3 separate regions of the Mus musculus genome follow, and all the other regions are linked to region 3. Evidence: chromatin contacts called from public promoter capture Hi-C data. All regions are on one chromosome and are shown on one strand. The core of a region is the stretch at or near the end of the contact, and the rest is flanking DNA. Distances in the headings are between cores, read along the strand shown.

Region 1 (4,391 bases), core at 202-2,701, 360 kb before region 3:
TGCTCTTCCGAAGGTCTCCTGAGTTCAAATCCCAGCAACCACATGGTGGCTCACAATAATCCGTAACAAGATCTGACGCCCTCTTCTGGAGTGTCTGAGAACAACTATAGTGTACTTACATATAATAAATAAATAAATCGTAAAAATAAATAAATAAAAGCCTTGAGAGATGGCCTATTGGTTAACAGCACTGACTGCTCTCCCAGAGGTCCTGAGTTCAATTCCTAGCAACCATCTGTAATGGGATCTGATTCTCCCTTCTGGGTGTTTGTGAAGACAGATCACTCGTGTGTGTGTGTGTGTGTGTGTGTGTGTGTGTGTGTGTGTGTGTGTGTGTGTGTGTGAGAGAGAGAGAGAGAGAGAGAGAGGCCATCAGGCAAAGAGGGACAAACAAACCTTGCTTCCCAAGACTAGAAGACTAGAGTGCAGACTGCATTCTGATGTAGAGGGGCTAGGGGCGTTGGGGGAGCAGCTCTCAAGAGTTTGAGCTGTGACTTCCTGGGTCTGGATCTTGAAAGCCTTTCTGATAGTTGTGACCAAATACCAGGTCTGCACACACCTGTAATCCCAGCCCTGGACAGCCAGGGACAAGGCATAGTAGATCAAGAGCTGAAGGTCATTCTGACAACAAAGTGAGTTTGAAGCCAGCCTAGGCTTCCAGGAGATCCAGTCTCAAAAGCAAGACAGCTGTAATGGAGGTACACGTGGGCCTGGAGTCCTAGCTTTCAGGAGGCTGATTCAAGGCCTGACTGGATAGACAGCAAGACCTTTGACAGTCCTGTGTCAAAATGTCCAAAATCCATTGGGAGCTGGGAGTATAGTGGAGTTGAGCACAGCAGTACCCATGACTTGAGTTCAATCCAAGCACTAAGACCCTCAAAAAGAACCCATAGCCTGAGCCTGGAACTGTTAGTCACCTACCTCCAATTCTATCGTGGTTTTTATGTTCGCTCACACCCTGGGAACTTTTTTTTTACTTTTTGCAAATCATCTTGCTCAACTCTTATCAGACTTGCTAAGGAGAACATCTTGCTTCCTTTCTTTCTGTCCATACCCACCTCTCACCATGATGATGAGGGCCATGGTAAGTCTCATCATAAAGCCATGTGGAGAATGAAGGGGCTGAAGCTGTATATAAGGTGGCGGGAAGAGATGCATCGGGGCTTATCAATTCAGAGGGTGCCACTCTTACAGAGGACCCAAACTCAGCTCCCTCTGTCTATGCCAGGCAATGCTCAGCTCCCTGTGACTCCAGGTCCAGGGGATCCAATGCCCTGTTCTGGCCTCTACTTGTGTGCGCAAAGAATAAAATCTTTGGACTAAAAGAAAAGGGATGGGCATGGGTTCTCACCTCTCTCTAAGCAGCTCAGCTTCCTGCACTGCCCCCTCACTCCACCCCCCCCCCTTTGTTTGACACCGTTCAACTTCCTGCCCCACCAGAGGAAGTGGGGAGCAACACCAGGTGCAAGCGACAACCAGCAGAGCCATGGTGAGTTCTCGGGGGCCCAGGAATCTAGTCATTCAGGGCCAGCTCTCTCCCTCGAGGGTCCCCAGTTCAAAGTTAACCCACAGTAAGTGGCCTTACTAGCTTTTGGGCTCAGGTGGTACTGGGGCACTCCCTGCCATGTCCAAGAACCTCATATTGTCTCCCTTTACCCCCACAGGACAAGGAATATGTGGGCTTTGCTGCCCTGCCCAACCAGCTGCATCGCAAGTCTGTCAAGAAGGGGTTTGACTTCACACTCATGGTGGCAGGTCTGTGGGTTCTGGAGGGGGTGATGTACTTATGAGATCATGGCCATCCTCCTGTCTGACCAGTGGGCCTGTCCCGTACACAGGGGAGTCAGGCCTGGGGAAATCCACCCTCATCAACAGCTTGTTCCTCACCAACCTCTACGAGGATCGGCAGGTGCCAGATGCCAGTGGTAAATCTACCCCGAGTCTCCACAGGCTTCCCATCCCCACTGCTGTCCTGGCTTCCCTCTGTGCTGTCCCTGGCCTCTTCCTGTGTTATCAGGCTGCATTCTTTTTCTTTCTATCTGGGGACTTTGGTGGCCTCTGGTTTTCTCTGAGATGGTTTCCTCCCCTGAAAACACATGTGGGAATGGAGCCCTGCTTCAGAGCCCTACGCAGCCAATTCTCTGTCCCCATAGCTCGCACGGCACAAACTCTGACCATTGAGCGCCGGGGTGTGGAGATTGAGGAGGGAGGTATCAAGGTGAAGTTGACCTTGGTGGACACGCCTGGCTTTGGGGACTCTGTGGACTGCTCAGACTGGTGAGAAGGGGGAGGGGCAGGAGCTAAGCCTTTCTTCCATTATGGAAAACCAGAGGTCAGTTGTAGGGCTGGCTTGTCACAGCCCCTTGACCCAAAAGGGGGCACCTGTTTCTGGTAACAATCTAGCCCAAAGTATCCAGTGTTTCTTGTTTTGAGATAAGGTTTTTCTATGTAGCTCAGGGACCTCAAATTCACTGTGTAGCCCAGACTGGCCTGAAACTCAAAGTCCTCCTCCTGAGATTACAGGTATATATATGCATGCCTGGTTTGTTCGATGCTTTTGTTGTTGTTGTGGCTTGTTTTTGTTTTTAGCCATGGTGTCACATTAGCCCTAGCTGGCCTGGAACTCACTATGTAGGCCATGGTGGCCTCAAATGTGACAATCCTCCTGCCTCAGCTTCCTGAGTGCTGAGATTACAGGTGTGCAGCCACCACATTCTGATGTCTCATGTACTGTGGCCAGCTGTCCCTGATGGCTTTGGTTAGGAGCAAAGAAATGACTTGGGACTGCACAGTCCTGGTTAGCTTCATCTTGTCCCCTGGCCTGTGATCTCGGACTATCTATCTCCTTCCCACACACCAGCTGGCTGCCTGTGGTTCGCTTCATTGAGGAGCAGTTTGAGCAATACCTCAGGGATGAGAGTGGCTTGAACAGGAAGAACATCCAGGATTCCAGAGTCCATTGCTGCCTCTACTTCATCTCACCCTTTGGCCGAGGGTCTGGAGAGCACCCTGGGGGTGGACTGGTTGGGGAGGCTGGAGAAAGCTCAGTACTTGAAGCTGAGTCCTGACCAATAAATCCCTGAAACAGGCTCCGGCCCCTAGATGTGGCTTTCCTCCGGGCAGTGCACGAGAAAGTCAATATCATCCCGGTCATCGGTAAAGCAGACGCCCTGATGCCTAGGGAGACTCAGGCCCTCAAGCAGAAGGTATGGCTGAGGCCCCTAAGTGACAGCCAAGGCCATGATTCAACCTTGTCTGTCTGGACTTTTTTTTTAATCTTGGGGTGACCTTTTTGGGGGTGGGGTGAGGAAAGGGTTATGATCCTGCCACAAGCACCATGGCCCTAAGGGCTCAGGCTCAGAACAGACCGGTCATACAGCCCTGGAACTAGATGCTTGACTAAGAGGAAAGGGGGAGGGGCACCACAACTCAACTCCTGGGGTCTCTTTGGTTCTGCGATAGTGATGGCTGCCTGTCTCACTGTCTTCAAAGTGCTTTCCCACGGACCCACGTCCTCGGGTTTTTTTTTTTTTTTGTTTTTTTTTTGTTTTTTGTTTTTTTTTTTTTTTGTTTTTTTTTTTTTTTGGTTTTTCGAGACAGGGTTTCTCTGTATAGCCCTGGCTGTCCTGGACCTCACTTTATAGACCAGGCTGGCCTCGAACTCAGAAATCCGGCTGCCGCTGCCTCTGCCTCCCGGAGTGCTGGGATTAAAGGCGTGGGCCACCACGCCCGGCCCCCTCGTATTTTGATATTTGTCCTATCTGAGTTTCTCACCATCATGTCTCTGAGGTTTGGTTTTGGTCATCTTGTGTGGCCATTTCTCACCATTTGTCCTTCATATCGTTCTTTCTCTCTGATCACCCCATTCTATCTACCCCACTGTTTCTAGCCATGTAATGTCCGTTTCTCCTTCTATCTGCTCTGAGATCCGGGACCAGTTGAAAGAGGAGGAGATCAACATCTATCAGTTCCCAGAGTGTGACTCTGATGAGGACGAAGAATTCAAGAAGCAGAATGAAGAAATGAAGGTTTGACAGGTGGAGGTGGACAGGGGCAAGGAAGCAGGAAGTGGAGGCGAAAGCTGAGAAAGAGGATTATGCCCAGGATGAGCCAACGTGACTCCTGACTCCCGTTCTATAGGAAAACATCCCTTTCGCAGTCGTTGGGTCTTGTGAAGTGGTGAGGGATGGAACCCGACCAGTGAGGGGAAGACGCTACTCCTGGGGTACCGTGGAGGGTAAGGCCAGGCATGCTTTGAGAGCAGTAGGGAGTTCGGTCTGAATTCATACGTGAAGTTGGAGGTGGGCTCTAGTCTTGGGAGTTCCTAGAGGCCACAAGAGGGGTCCTTGGGCTGCAAATCCTGGGTTCTTCTCTAGACTAGTGAAGTACTC
Region 2 (4,254 bases), core at 1,227-3,726, 380 kb before region 3:
TGTCCCTAGAACCCTTAGTGGAAGGAAAGAAGTGACTCTCAGAAGTTGTCTTCTAACCTCCACCTGAGTGCCTACACACACACACACGTGCACACACGTGCACACACGCTCACGAACACAACAAATAAACATAATGGTTGGAGCCAGCTATAGTAGCACACACCTTTAATCCCACCCAGGAGGCAGAGGCAAGTGGCCATCTTGGCCTATAAGGCAAGTTATAGGCTGCCCAGGGCTATACAGAGAAACCCTGTCTTGAAAAACAAACAAACAAACAAGGACAAAAACCAGGTAGGTGTGCCTTGTACCCCTTGTACCCCTTGGTGCTGTAGTAAGAGGCCAGGGGAAGATCAGTTGGACTTGTAGGCCACCAGCCTAGTTCCAGATCCAGTGAGAGACCCCCGTCAAGGGAATCAGGTGGACAGTAATGGAGCAGGTACCTGCTGTACCTGCCCAGCTCCGGCACAAGCACAGGACACACATTCACATACACCGCTCACCTACACACACAGAGAAAAAAACGGAACTACTTACACACTGCTTATGTGCAAGACATAGCTCTAACTCACATATTCACTCAGTCCTTACATCTCCAGGAGGTAAGTGCTGCTATGCTCTCCCTGTACAAATGAGGAAACTGAGGCACAGAGAAGGTAGAAAGCCAAGTAGCTTTGCTCAGGCCTGAAATCCCACTCAATTAATAGGAATGCCAAGGTCAAAGGACTGCCTGCCTGGACTACAGAATAAATTCTAGGCCCACCTGGGCAACTTGGTTGAGACTCTACCTCAATAGAAAAGGGCTTGGCTACAGTACAGAGACGGGTAAAGCCTTGGCTCAATTCTTAGTACTGCAAGAAAAACTAACAAGGCCGAGAAACTTGTCAGCTGGTAGGGAGGTGATGAGAATGGAAGTCCATCTTAATCTCTGGAGCCTTAGGTCCTTAGTGTTCAAACCAAAGTGTATGCGAGGTCTCAAAGTCAGGCTGAGTGAAGATGATAGCCAAGAAGGCTGGAAAGAACCGGACTTCACAGTTAGCAGTGGAAGAGGCCTAGAGAGCAGGTGTCCTTTCCCAGCAACTCATCAGGTCCGCTAGGGGAACGAGCATTTATCCCCAAGGCAGCCAGAGCCCTCCAGCTGAACTCAAGTCTACTGAGAAAGGGACAGCCCAGGGTCCCTGGCAGCTCTGGGAAGTAAAATAATTGGTGAATAGTTAGGGTCTCAAATGGCAGACTCTAACTCATTCTGATGTCCTAAAAACCTCCAGGAGAAAACCCAGATCCCCAGCATGCTCTGCCAACCAACCTGCCTGGAGCTGTGCTGGAGTATGAGGGAACTACTGTCCCATAGCTCCCTACAGACAGAGCCACTCTTCCAGTCTGGGGTAGTCACTTAGGTCGGTTGCCAACTGTCTTAGACTCAGTTCCTCACCTAGAAAATGGAGTCAGTACTAGCAACAAACCAGACTGGAGGTGCTTAGAATAGCATCTGGCACACCATAAACTATGCGAGAGGTAGCTGTTGTTACTGCGGCCTGGCCTCATCTTCCCTCACCTCTGGCCTTTGCTAACTCCTATATCTGGACTCAGGATACAGGATTGTGAGTTTACAGACATCAGGCTGCGTGGAGACTGAAGCCACTCAGCACGGTGCCTCAAGCAGCACCCAGCATGGCATCTGGCTCTCACAGTGGGCCAAACGTCTATCCAATGGGGCGTGGGGGGCAGTGAGCACAAGGATGGGCCAATTCTGAGTTTCTAGATCTGAGATCCAGGAAAAGGCGGGGGCAGGATTTTTGACTTCTGTCTGAGGGACGTTGAACCTGGCACAGGTTCGAGGGTGGGGGTGGGATCGGGACGGAACACGTACCTCCTTGTTGTCCACAGGGATCTTGAGTTTCACCACCTCATACTTCTCCTCACCCTCCTCCTCCTCACCCTTCACCAGCAGCACCATCTCCTCCTGCATCTCTTCCTCCTCCTCCTCCTCTGCCTGCTGTTCGCCAGGCATCTTGGTGTCCTGAGGCGGGGCGCTGGATCAGAGGCTCAGGACCCGCCCCCCACCCCCACCCCCACCCCCACTGTGGCCCCGGCCCAGACAAGGCGGTGCAGCCGTGGCTTCCCCCGCCCTGCCCAGGCTCCGAGTCCAGTCCTTTCCCATCCACCCTAACCCAACCCCACGCTCCGACACTGCCCAGGGCCCAGCTCAGAAGACACCCGTTCACCCCACTCATCCCGACATTCAGGGCCCTGAACAGTTCGAATCTCCAGCTCCCGCGAGTTGCCACCCTCCTCGCGCTGAGTCACTCCCCAGAGCCTGGGTCGGCGACCTGAGCGCTAAGGGATGAGCCGGAGGCCCGCTGGAGCTGAGGCCCCGGGGTGGAGTGCGCACTCACCAGCCCGAGGTTCGGTGCTCGTGCGGCCCCGGGCCTGGGCGAGGGGCGGTTGGGTGCTCTGCGAAGGCCGCGGCTCCGGAGGCGGGGGCGGGGCGGGGCCCCAGGGGCGGACATTCATTGGTTCGCCCGTCTGGCCCCGCCCCTAGGGGAGAGGCTGGAGGCCTGAGCTTCTGTCCCTAACCGCCCCGGGAGGGGTAGCCGGGACTCAGAGGTGTCCGCGGCCCGGAAACTCCTAACCAACAGACCATGCCTAGCCCGGCCTTCAAGGCCCTGCAGCCGAGTTCCAACCACCCTCAGCCGGGCTCCGCCGCTGCTGGATCTTGACGCCCCACCGAGATTGCTGTGCCCGCGTAGGCCACGTGCGCTCCCGGGGGTCTGGGCCTCTCGCTGGCGCCCCGCCTGGAGAGCGGGCCCTGTTGCCTCCTCTCTTCTTTCCCCTCCTTTTTCCTTCTTCGTTCTTTCTCGCGTCGCCTTCCCATCCCCTGATCTGCCAGACAGCTTACTGTTTGCCCGCATGCGGCCCAGATCCACCACCGCCCAATCTGTCGCTTTCATCTACCGAGTGTTGTTTCTGACTTGTCAGAGGCTCACTATGTAAACCTGGTTAGTTTAGAACCAGTGGCAAGCCCCCGACCCTCACCCCGAATCTGGAGAGTATAAGGCAGGAGTTGTCGTGCCTGGCTTGGGTACCTGTTCTTGAAAGTTTGCTGTTTTACACACTGGGTCACATTTGCTCAGCACAGAGGATTGCGATCTCACTTTACACGTGCACTTAAAGATAGTTCAGAGAGGACTGATTTACCTAAATTATACAGTAAAGAAGCATTTCTCACTACTGGTAGTGTGGGAAGAAATAGCCCAAGGTCAAATCCACTCTACAATACTACATACAGTACCATCTTGCCTATCTCTCTAGATATTTTTAACTGGGCATGGTGCCACTTAGCCCTGGGGAGGCAGAAGCAGGTGGACTTCTGTAAGTTGAAGGCCAGGCAGACCTGCATAGTGAAACTTTTTTTTTCTAATAAAAATAATAAAGGAGCCAGAGAGATGACTCAATGGTTAAGAGCACTGACTGCTCTTCCACAGGTTCAATTCCCAGCAACCACATGGTGACTCACAACCATCTGTAATGGGATCAGATGCCCTCTTCTGGTGTGTCTGAGAGAGCTACAGAGTACTCATACACATAAAATAAATACAATCTTTGTGGTTGTTGTTTTGGTTTTTTGTTTTGGTTTTTTTTTTTTTGGGGGGGGGGTTCGAGACAGGGTTTCTCTGGATAGCCCTGGCTGTCCTGGATCTCACTCTGTAGTCCAGGCTGGCTTGAACTCAGAAATTCACTTGCCTCTGCCTCCCAAGTGCTGGGATTAAAGGTGTGCGCCACCATGCCCAGCAAATACAATCTTTATTTTTTTTTTTTTTTTTTTTTTTTTGGTTTTTCGAGACAGGGTTTCTCTGTATAGCCCTGGCTGTCCTGGAGCTCACTTTGTAGACCAGGCTGGCCTCGAACTCAGAAATCCGCCTGCCTCTGCCTCCCGAGTGCTGGGATTAAAGGCGTGCGCCACCACGCCCGGCCAAATACAATCTTTAAAAAAAATAAATTAAAAAAGAAAAAGAGAAGGGTGGGAGACAAAATCAGAGAGGACAGTTGTGTCCCAAAGGCTTCTGATACCACCAATATCTAGTGACTCCCATGAGTATCAGTTCCAGATAGGACTGGAAACAGAAACTTGAAGTTCCATGTGATGGCTCACCTCTGGAATACAAGCAACTCTGGAGGATCCTGAGTTCAAAGCCACCTGGGCAGCAAGATAGAAGCCTCCATTTCACAAGGAAAGAGACTGCGTCGGGAAGCTGA
Region 3 (4,504 bases), core at 235-2,734:
TACCCACTGTGCCCTCTTCCTTCTCTGCCTCCCCCTTCTCACTGCTGTCCCCACTGCCCACTGTGCCTCCTTCCTTCTCTGCCTCCCCCTCCTCACTGCTGTCCCCACTGCCCACTGTGCCCCCTTCCTTCTCTGCCTCGCTGTCTCGCAAGCCTCCAGTTGGCCTCCCAGGCCTGCTTTTCTGCTTATAGCTCTTTCTCTCCCTGGCTGTTCTCTCTGCTCTGTTACTTCTGGATCTGGGCTCACTAAGCTCTTTCTTCTTAGCTGGGCTCTCCTCTCCGCTCTCTTCACTCTCCTCCTGGCAGTTAGCACCTGTGCTTCCCTCCACCTTTGCTCTCTGCAGCACAGCCTCCTCCTCACTGCTCCCACTCTCTTCCCTAACCTGCTTCCTGTCTGCCTTGAGTGGTACTTGCTTGTCTTTGGCCCCAGCTTGCTTTCTAACCTGGCCCTTCTGTTCTTGTTTCATGTCCTCCTCTTCCTCGGTGACCTTACCTGATCTAACAGAGCCCTCTGCTTCCCCCTCACTGCTCTCCTCCAATCCCATCTTTGCATCCAGGTCTGTTTGGTGGTCTTCATCTGTGCTCTCAACTGCTTTCTTTAAGGCTCTTCTTAGACATGTCTTCTTGGTTGTCCTGTTCTTTGTTGAGGGTCCTGAGCCATCTGGACTGGATGGTGAAGAGCTGGATTCTGAAACATGGGGATGGGACTGGATGGATTCCTCCCTCTCCTTCCATCTAGAATAGGATGCTTCTAGATCTACTCTGGTTAAGAGTGAAGGGCAGCAAGAAGCACCACAGCTGTGGCCCCAGCTGGTTCCTGACTCACTGTCCCCCAAGCCCCAGCCTTGCAATTAATACATGCGCCTCGCCTTTTGAAGAAACCAATGATGCTGGAGTCACAGACAGATAAACAGGGAAGAAGGCACTAACCTGACTCTGAATTAAAGCGGAACCTTTTCTTCTTTGGGTCACTGCAGGGAGCAGGAGACCTCTTCACTTTGATAAAGTCTGGCTTTCCTTCCCTGGTACCAGCATCCGCCTGTGGGTGCAGCATGAGGGCAAACCGAACCAAGATGCCCTGCCCCAACCCCTCAGCAACAAACCCTGTCTCTGCTGGCCCAGGGTTAGACCCACACCTGCATTTTCGGCAGCTCCTCCTCCACCAGCCGCTTCAACGCCTGCTTCTCTTCAGGTTCAAGATGATCCCGACCCACGTGAATCAAAAATTTCTGTCGCACGATGGCGTGCGTAACCGAGCTACAGAGACACGTGTCATGACAGAGTTCCAGCCTAACCCCTCCCCTTCACAACCCAGACTCTAATACCCAGACTCTATGCACCTGAGGTCCGGGCAAGCTCGAAAGAAGCTGCGAGTGAATTTTCGCATCTCATCTCCCGGCGCCATTTTGCGTCACCAGGGATTGGTTGCTCCCGCCTTTTTTTCTTCAAGGCTGGTTTCCCGAGCGACAGTAGTTTGCGCACGCGCAGTGCGGCGGCTTCGTGAGGAATGGGACCGTTGAGCCTCCGATGTGGAGCACTGAGACGGAAAACTTTGGCCGACCTTGCTTTTTCCTGAGCAGCTGGTGGGTCTTGAGCGAGGTTTCGACTCTTTGCTAAAACTACGTGTTAAAATTTTCGCTAGAAGCCGGTTCGGCGCCGGCAGTCTTTATAACGTAATCAGTTCAATCAATCCCTGTGGTCGGGATTAACAAATTAGGTCGCTTGTTTCGAAAGGCAGAAGGGAGACGGTATTCTCGCTAACATACTGAATTTCTGGTTATATTCTTTTGGTTCCAAATCTTTATAAACAGTTTACAATCAATAATTGTGCCCCCCCAGTGTCCAGCTCCTCTGTGACCTCAGCTCACCGCGAAGCCACTGGAAGCAGCGTTCCTTTCGGGTCTTCCCCCAGGAGGGCGGGCGGTGTGATTACGCTCCCCGCGCGCGGAGGACGCTGGGAGTTGTAGTCCGTTTCATACGGCGTTGCAAAGTCTCCGGAAGTGGAGGTGTGAGAGGCCGGGCGGACTTGGGTAGCGGGACTCTACTCCGGGGCGTTTCTCCCTGGCGGGTCATGAACGGACCAGCGGACGGCGAAGTGGACTACAAAAAGAAATACAGGAATCTGAAGCGGAAGCTCAAGTTCCTCATTTACGTGAGTGCCAGCGTGGGGCGGTTGTGGAGTGTGAGGCCTAACTCGGAGAGGACCTCAGTTTACCCATGTGGTAAAGGGGGTGAGTAGGGAGAGATGTCTCCGGGTTCTGGGTCTTTTATGGATTGCTCTTGGCTCAGCACCCGCCCTGTCCGCCGCAGGAGCACGAGTGCTTCCAGGAGGAGCTCAGAAAGGCGCAAAGGAAATTGCTGAAGGTTTCCCGAGACAAGAGGTAAGGCATCTTGTGGGCACGAGGGCACTGTTAACTCCCAGGGAATCCGTTCTTACGCCGTCCCGGAACAGGATCCCAAATGCATGCAGTCTTAGGAGGATCCAGTGGGTCTCCTAGGAGGGACTAGGTAGGGCTCAAGACCACCAAAATGGGGATACCCACCCTCCTTCCCACTTGTCTCAGTTTCCTTCTAGATCGACTTCTGCAGTATGAGAACGTGGATGAAGACTCCTCTGGTGAGCAAAGTCATGACCACTTTTAGGAAGATATGAGATACTGGCCCTTGAAACACGTGTTCCTAGGTCCACCCTCCTAGGGTCCGGAAGCTGATGCAGGCCCCTCCAATGGTTCTTAAGCCTAGTTGCTGCCTTCTGTCACCTTCTTCCTGTTTTGTCTTTTTTCACCCCATTGGACAAGGTTTCTCTGTGTAGTCCTTTTGTAGACCAGGCTAGCCTGAGGCTAGCCTCAGAAATCCGCCTGCCTCTGCCTCCAAAGAACACACCACGCCTCTGGATTTTCAAGTATTTCCTTATCCACTGTGTTCTAGGTACTGTGCTTGACACAGGCTGGCAAAATGAAGGAAGCCTCTGGCTGCTTGTCATTTCTATCAGTTGTCTATAATAAGTGAAAAAGTAAACTAGAAAGATAAAAGTAGTAGCCATTCCTGTAGTGCATGCCAGAGGCAGAGGCATAGAGTTTGTTACTGAGGCCCAATCTTTAAGAACAAAGGAGACTAACAACTCCTGAAAGCTGTCCACTAATCTCAAAACACTCGCTATAGCATGTAGGTATCTGCACAAACACACTAATGGTATTGAGAAGAAAAGTGGTTTTCTAGGATTTTTTAGAATTATTTATGTTATGTATATGAGTACACTGTAGCTGTCTTCAGACACACCAGAAGAGGGCATCCAGTCCCATTACAGATGGCCTTGAGCCACCACGTGGTTGCTGGGAATTGAACTCAGGACCTCTGGAAGAGCAAGCAGTCGGGCTCTTAACCACTGTACCATCTCTCCAAACCACAAACTAGAATTTTAAGTGATTGGCTAGAGCTTGACGAGGATTAAAGACGGCAGTAACTGCAGAATAACAGGCTGGGTTTCCTTTGCAAAGAGTCAGGAAAATATTTTACTTTATAAAATACTGTCATTGAAGCAAAAACTGCATGGCTCATGTGAAAGCAGCCACAGCCAGCATATTAGGAAACAAAACAACTCGTGTTTTATTAGAATTTTTATTTGTGAGCATGACATTTTGTATTTTATGTAGTTTCATAATCTTTATAGCGTTTTGCTGTTGTTGTTTGAGGTGTAGTCTTCATTTGTAGCTCTAGTTGGTCTTGAACTCATAGTCTCCTAACCAGGCCTCCCCGGTGCTAGAGTTTCATGCTTGTGCCACATGCCCACCCACCTGCGTGGTTTATTTTTTAACATACTTATTTTATGTGCATGGGTGTTTTGCCTGCCTGCCCTGCACACACAGTCCCTTCTGAGGTCGGGGAGGGCGCTGACGGAGTTACAGACAGTTGTAGGCAGTGAAGCGAGTGCCGGGAACTGAACCCAGGTCCTCTGCAAGAGAAGCCAGTGCTGTGCTCTTAGCTCCTGAGCCCACACCTAGTTTCTTTTGAGATAGCTTGTTGAGGAGCACAGACACTTGTTGCTGAACCTGACTGCCTGAATTCAATCCCCAGGTCTTACACTGTAGGAGACAAGGTTCTCTTCAGCTGTACTCTGACCTCCACGTGAGTGTGCCCATATGCACACAAATAAGTAAACGTAACTCTTTTTTTTTAATTTAAATATAAGTTTCAACCTAGCTAAATGAAACTATGTTTCAAAGAAAAGGGGGTGGGTTGTGAAGCAAAGTTTGGTGGAACAGGCCTTTAATCCCAGCCCGTCTTGAGAGGTACAGGCAGGAGAACCATGAGTTCATACGGCTACACAATGCTGTCTCTAAGTAAAAATGAAAAGCTACAAATGCAAAACCCACCTGGGCATGGTGCCTTGTATCTGTAATCCCAGCATTGGGAAGCTGAGACAGGAGGATATATCGCTCTAAGTTCCAAGCCGGCTTGAGCTACAAAGTAAGACCCTGTCTCAAATAAAACTAAACAAATGAGAG

Evidence for each region. Capture Hi-C pulls out chosen DNA fragments and counts their contacts.
Region 1: a promoter capture Hi-C map of adipose tissue shows a contact between it and region 3. The contact joins the promoter of Septin1 here to the promoter of Ino80e in region 3. A contact is called at or near these places in 4 of 39 promoter capture datasets (the C10 cell line, cranial neural crest, embryonic stem cells and 1 more), 1 of 15 datasets of contacts at CTCF or cohesin (large pre-B cells), 7 of 484 Hi-C or Micro-C datasets (B cells, Sertoli cells, bone marrow-derived macrophages and 3 more), 16 of 115 datasets of contacts at active chromatin or transcription factors (the 230-238 cell line, the SCID.adh cell line, T-cell acute lymphoblastic leukemia and 11 more) and 4 of 9 other capture datasets (adipose tissue, liver, macrophages and 1 more).
Region 2: a promoter capture Hi-C map of liver shows a contact between it and region 3, with 3 times the contacts expected there. The contact joins the promoter of Zfp771 here to the promoter of Ino80e in region 3. A contact is called at or near these places in 2 of 39 promoter capture datasets (erythroid cells and neural stem cells), 2 of 484 Hi-C or Micro-C datasets (B cells and embryonic stem cells), 3 of 115 datasets of contacts at active chromatin or transcription factors (bone marrow-derived macrophages, embryonic stem cells and large pre-B cells) and 3 of 9 other capture datasets (adipose tissue, liver and macrophages).

The regions. Positions count from the first base shown.
Region 1 is chr7:127,215,505-127,219,895 of GRCm38.p6, reverse strand. It overlaps Septin1 (septin 1), which reads left to right and starts at 1,451. Exons shown (of 11, transcript NM_017461.2): 1 at 1,451-1,489; 2 at 1,665-1,755; 3 at 1,839-1,925; 4 at 2,154-2,277; 5 at 2,861-2,995; 6 at 3,089-3,206; 7 at 3,927-4,028; 8 at 4,141-4,237. The coding sequence starts at 1,487.
Region 2 is chr7:127,242,748-127,247,001 of GRCm38.p6, reverse strand. Zfp771 (zinc finger protein 771) reads right to left here and starts at 2,476. Exons shown (of 3, transcript NM_177362.4): 1 at 2,394-2,476; 2 at 1,868-2,017. The coding sequence starts at 2,008.
Region 3 is chr7:126,859,352-126,863,855 of GRCm38.p6, reverse strand. Ino80e (INO80 complex subunit E) reads left to right here and starts at 1,484. Exons shown (of 8, transcript NM_001370765.1): 1 at 1,484-1,582; 2 at 1,839-2,151; 3 at 2,310-2,380; 4 at 2,564-2,616. The coding sequence starts at 1,527. It overlaps Hirip3 (HIRA interacting protein 3), which reads right to left and starts at 1,884. Exons shown (of 7, transcript NM_172746.3): 1 at 1,340-1,884; 2 at 1,136-1,256; 3 at 930-1,038; 4 at 1-687. The coding sequence starts at 1,404.